Regions from separate parts of the Mus musculus genome. Here region 2 is linked to region 1. Evidence: chromatin contacts called from public Hi-C data. All regions are on one chromosome and are shown on one strand. The core of a region is the stretch at or near the end of the contact, and the rest is flanking DNA. Distances in the headings are between cores, read along the strand shown.

The links. A called contact is a pair of places that touch in the nucleus more often than the background predicts.
Region 2: a contact with region 1 is called in a Hi-C map of muscle stem cells, with 2.8 times the contacts expected there. The contact joins two enhancer-like sites. A contact is called at or near these places in 2 of 484 Hi-C or Micro-C datasets (muscle stem cells and myeloid progenitors).

The regions. Positions count from the first base shown.
Region 1 is chr1:169,670,521-169,673,302 of GRCm38.p6, forward strand. All of the region lies in intron 1 of Rgs5 (regulator of G-protein signaling 5), which reads left to right. Among named protein-coding and RNA genes, the nearest start is that of Rgs5, 16 kb to the left of the region's middle. Within about 2 kb of position 1,436, at least 30 of the 459 cell types and tissues checked have an H3K27ac peak or open chromatin away from gene starts, as enhancers often do. A contact at or near this core is called in muscle stem cells, where this site is marked.
Region 2 is chr1:170,056,832-170,059,613 of GRCm38.p6, forward strand. All of the region lies in intron 1 of Ddr2 (discoidin domain receptor family, member 2), which reads right to left. Among named protein-coding and RNA genes, the nearest start is that of Ddr2, 31 kb to the right of the region's middle. Within about 2 kb of position 1,375, at least 73 of the 459 cell types and tissues checked have an H3K27ac peak or open chromatin away from gene starts, as enhancers often do. A contact at or near this core is called in muscle stem cells, where this site is marked.

The sequences.
Region 1 (2,782 bases), core at 186-2,685:
TCTTGAGAATCGATCATTGATTTTTAGCAGTCATGTTCAGAAGATTTGAGAGGGGGTAGCCGAAGATGGTAAATAAAAAGCATTCTGTGTGTGTGTGAGTGTGTGTGTGTGTTTGTGCGCGAAAACAAGCCCGCGTGTGTGTGTGTGTGTGTGTGTGTGTGTGTGTGCTGGACATGTTTTCATGGGTATTTATTGGGGAGGGAAGATAACACATAGTCTTTTCACCTTTGTGGAAGAAGCCTGCAAGGTTAGCCAGATCCAAGGTTCTTTCTACAGCAATTGTAGCTCATGCCTCTTCATAGCCAGCAGGGGGCATCTGCAACAAAGATTTGGGTTGCCTTGAATTTTACCCTGACCAAGGAAAAAAGATCAAGTCTTTTGGAAACCAGTTTTGAAAATGAGGTCCTACACTCCCCAAACTCCTTGCAGAGAGCCTTTCTTTGTGAGGAGTGTTCTTGAACTGTGTCTGGCGTCTAGACTTAAACCTTCCTGTGTCTACCAGATATGTCCCAAGCACAGGACCCTTACTGCCCCTCTGTCTCTTTAACATGGTGGAATGTAAGTTTTCTCCTTACACCCAGGTTCTCTTCTCATTAAAATAGACCCTATATAAGTGATCTGAATAATTGAATACGTGCACCACTTAAGCCCCGCCCACCAGCTTTTATCTTGTTTTCCATTTTCTTCTCTTTCTTGTTTTTATTTCGGGGGGGCTGGAAATCTACCCAGGCTCTTGCCCATTCTAGGCATGCACTCACCAAGCTTCATCGCCGGCCTCGGCTTCTCACTTCTCTGTCTCCGGTTACTTTAAAGAAAGAAACAGAACTCAGCCACTTTATGGTCCTGGCAGTCATCTGGTGGCTTTATGTGTCTTCAGTCATGCTAGGTGATTGCCATGTTAAGCAGTCAGATTCAGAAGATCCCAGGGAGTTGGTGGGGGTGGCTGAAGATGGTAGCTAACAGGTGTGTGTGTGTGTGTGTGTGTGTGTGTGTGTGTGTGTGTGTGTGTGTGTGTGTATGCATTTCCATAGGAATTTATTGTTTTTTTAGGAAGCAAGAACACACATCATCTCTTCATTCTTGTGTCCCATCAGTATTTTCTAACGATGGGGAAATGCCTACTATGTAGTTTCCTGTGTGCAATGAGCCCTTTGGAGTTGTTCCAGACACTACCAGGGCCAGAAACACCATCTTAATCCTTGAAACATCTAGAGTCAGAGCCTCTCTATCGGCTCTCAATCAAGTTCTCTTGAATATAGTTCTATTTCAAAAAAAAAATTCATCCAGCCATACTTCTGTTTGTAGTGTCCTGGTGCTGGCCTTGCACACATACATCTAAAGGTTAAAACTTGCATCCAGTCTATTCGCTGGCAGGAAAGACTAAGATGGTCTGTGGCTTTCTGGGATTTCTATCCCCTGGCCAACATCCCACACAGGGAACAGATTTTACCATTGCACAAGGCTACTACTATTCAGACCTTTGCAGCTTGAAAAGTGTGACTCATCTCCAGAATTCTCTCCCTCTGATTAAATGCTCCACCGGGCATTTCCAATTGATTTTATTTCAAAACAAGTTTTCTTTTTCCTTGTAACACAAAAGGATAACAGACCCAAGGAGACACAAATCATTTGGTGTTAATCAGCATTAATGTAATTTAGCCAGAGGGAAGGGCCTAGTGTGCAGTCGAAGAAAGCGAGGGACCATAGCTGATGTGGTAAACACATTAGAAAGTTCTCCTCTCCAGATAGAGATGATTTTGAAATTCAATTAATGTCAGATACGCTCAAGTTTATCTAGAAACGGGAAACGAATTTGGTGAGTTTGAACCTCTTTGGCTTTCCCATTGATTTGTACTATTCCCACACTGTGTGAGGCTCTGACAGGAAGGAAGGCAATGGAGGGTGAAGCTCTTTTCTGGGAACTCTTGAGAGCCATGCAGTAATTCTGTGGGGTTTTTTTTCTTTCTTTTTCTTTTTGGAGGGTTTTGCTTGCTTGCTTGCTTGCTTTGTTCTTGTGAGGCTGCCAAGTATTCAGACTGGCTGGAACCTTATCACTGGTTATTTTCATTGGTTACTGCTTGGTGAGAGTGAATGCAATCTTACTCATCGTACTCATCCTTCTCTTCAGGATTACAAATGAATAAGTAGGTCAGTTCCTGATGAGCTTTCAATGTCTTCTTCTTCAGCCTATATATACTAGGCCAGGGACAAAGCCTCAGCAACAGAGTTCTCCCAAGCACACTGTTCCCTCTTTCTTGCATTCCCAAGGCCAAGAGGAAGAGAATACCTGGTGTTCTGGTATAGGTATCAGCTCTGAGAAGAGGAACACACGTGTATGCATGCTTGTATCTGTGTGTATACACAAACACACACATAAGTGTATATATTATAAGTATTATATATCTCATGATGTCTATGGAGCAAAGGATAACTTTAAAGTTCTCATCTATCCACCTTTGCGTCCTATATGGTGGGATTATAGGTCTTTGTCACTATGCCCAGTTTATGCAGTTCTGAAGGTCAAACCCAGGGCATCTTACACACCAGGTAAACAACCAATTGAGGCTCATCATCAGAACATGATTTTTCAAAAAATAAGTGATGTTATAAGTAGTACGTCTTTTCTAGATCACATAACACACACAAATGGCCACTGGACAATTGATATAGATAAAATGTCTCTAGAGTTTTGTTTCACTCGTGTGTGTGTGTGTGTGTGTGTGTGTGTGTGTGTGTGTGTGTGTATACCATCTTAGGAAATGAGTGATCATTTATAAACAAT
Region 2 (2,782 bases), core at 125-2,624, 390 kb after region 1:
CTTTATAAATAAGACAGGCACGGGCTTCCAAAAGGGTGAGAACTACTCATCTGTTTTTCATGCTTATCTGTTACAGAGGCAGAAACTGAAAATCCAACAATGAGATCTGGAAGAACCTAGGCGGAGCATACATGTATCACAGTAGTAAATAGCCAGAACTAACAAGCTCTAGCACACAGTAGGTCTGCTAGAAGTAGCTATTGGATAAATGGATGAAGAGGCATGAGTCAGCCTCAGGAAGAGTTGGCCTTCGTGTCCCAAACCCAAGCCCAGAAACCCTCCCACTGGAGAGAAGAATGGGCAATTAGAAAGATGGTGTCTGGAGCCAGACTGCCCCAAACAGCCCCCTGCTTGCCAGCTGGATGGCTCTAAGTGGCTTTTATAACATCCTTGAACTTCGATTTCTTCTTCCATAAGATGGTTGCCCCCTTGGAAGCAGTCAGAACATATGACAAGGTGGGACTACATCCTGTGTCCTGTGTCCTTGCTAAACCCCTTGAAAAATTAATCTAAAGACAAACCTTGGAGAATTGCTTATGCATGGCATTGCATTTTTTTTCTAGTAGCCTATCAACTTCAATAAAAACCAAAGTCTACTGAAAATGTAAATAACCTAAATGCAACAAGACACTCTTTAGGAAAGTGCTTTGTCTGCACTCTAAAGCCCCAACTGCCTACCAGGGTGAGCCAGCCTGGCAGTCAGGAGCGCAGAGTCTACACCTTAACTCCCTCAGCTTAAGCTCTGACTCATCTCTTTGTTTCTTATCAGACGAAATACACATATCTTTCACTCTTCACTTGTGCTGCTTTGACTGTAAATGAGACTTGGAACTTTCAGTAACCCCATAGGGTCATGGCAAGGAATAAACACTGGTGACTTGCTAGAAGTGCAAGCATTAGCCGTCGCCAGCATAATAAACAGCCTCGAGAGGTCGTGTGAGTTTCCGTAAATCCAGCTGCATGCTGGAGAGTGGAATTGTCTTGGGATTGACTGGTCACCCTAACAGACCACATCACAACTAGAGCCAGGGCCACCATCCGAATCCACATGCAGTCCTGACCCCGAGCTGAAGAGATGTACCAATAACTAACAAAGCCAACACTAGTTACTGGAATAAAGTCCTGTGACAAGAGGCTTGAATTATGGAACCTGGGCCACACATCAGAAGTAGAGGCTATTATTTGGAGAACATTTGAGGGTAATCTAGGGGACCAAGTCTTCGAAATCAGTGGAAATGACTTATTACAATCCATTGGCATAAGACGACATCATCCAGATCCAGCCAAACTAAGACGGGCAGGCAAGTGTGGAGGGATCACTCGCATGCTACCCCTGCACACTTGGTACTTCCCCGAAACTTCTCCAGCCAGAGCTCTGGCATAAGCAACAACCCAGTTCAGCCCAGGACAGCTATGGGACTCGTGTCTACTGACGCACCCTGGTGCCCCTCCTCGGTGAGTCATAGCAGTCTCCTTGCAGGCAGATTGAAAACCCACGCGGATTTTTTTTAATAGAGATAGTGTGTAAATGTTCCCCAGCTAACGGAGCCTAAAATCAATAAACTCAGAGAATTTATGGGGCCAGTGTTGTTTGTGGTTAAGAGCCTGGGGTTTGGAGCTGCCTTCCAATCTTGCCTGATCTTCTTGTTTATTTTGAGGCAGATCTTTAACCGAATCATATCTCCGGTTGCCATATCAATAAAATATAACAATTGTATTTTACCACACATGGTGTTTGCAGTATTGAGTGAATTAACATGGGCAAACACTTAGGCAGTACCCAGAAAACAGACAAGTTGGCTTGGCATACCACTTACACTGGTTGGGAAAGGTATCCACACAAATGGGGAAGGGGGAAAAAAGACAGAAAAGAAGTGTCACACTGGACAGAACAAATGGACAGCCATTTGTGTATGCTAATATTTCCACTGTGAAATATACTGTCTCATTTATTTCATTTTCATAGACTATTTTTATTATTTCAAAATTTCATACATTGTATTTTGATCATATTCCCTTGTTTTTCTACCCCTAATTCTCCCAAGACTTTTATATTCTCGCCCCTCCCAACTTCCTGCCCTCTTTGTGTTTTCTTTAATAACCTACCAAGTCCAATTTTATATGGCCCATAGACCTCTAGGTGTGCGGCCATTCCCCAGAGCATGGGCCAACCTAGCAGGGACCACACCCTTTAAAAAATCTAGTTCTCTCTCCCTCTGAAACCATCAACTGTAAATAGCTCCGCAGCTATCTCTGGGAGCGTGTGAGCATTCAGGCTAAAATGTTGAGTGGCTTGGTCTTGTGCGGGTCTTGTGCAAGCAACCAGAGCTACTGTGCATTCATGAATGCAGTGATCCTGTCATGTCTGGGATACAGTTTCCCTCCTGTCCTCCTTAACCTCTGGCTCTTACAATCTTTCCATCCCCTCTTCAGAGATGACCTCTGAGCCAGGGTGGACATGGAGGATACAGACACTCCCTATGAAGCTGAGCACTCTCTACACTCTAATCAGATACGGATGTCTGTTTTAACCACTGTCCACCGCGCACAGAACACCTCTGATAAGGTCTAGTTCAAGTGCTCCCTTTCCTAAAAGCCCCTGAGAACCAGTCCCAAGGCAAAGGCTTTGGAGACAGCCTCCCGGCCTTCATAGTCGTAATGCTGAACTCAGCCACTGAGTCAGTCTCAGTCTAGGTTTCCAAAACAAACCCCATTGAACTGAGTCGCCCTGGAAACACGCACACTGGGTTGCAGTTCCAAAAGACTGTGAATGAAAACACCA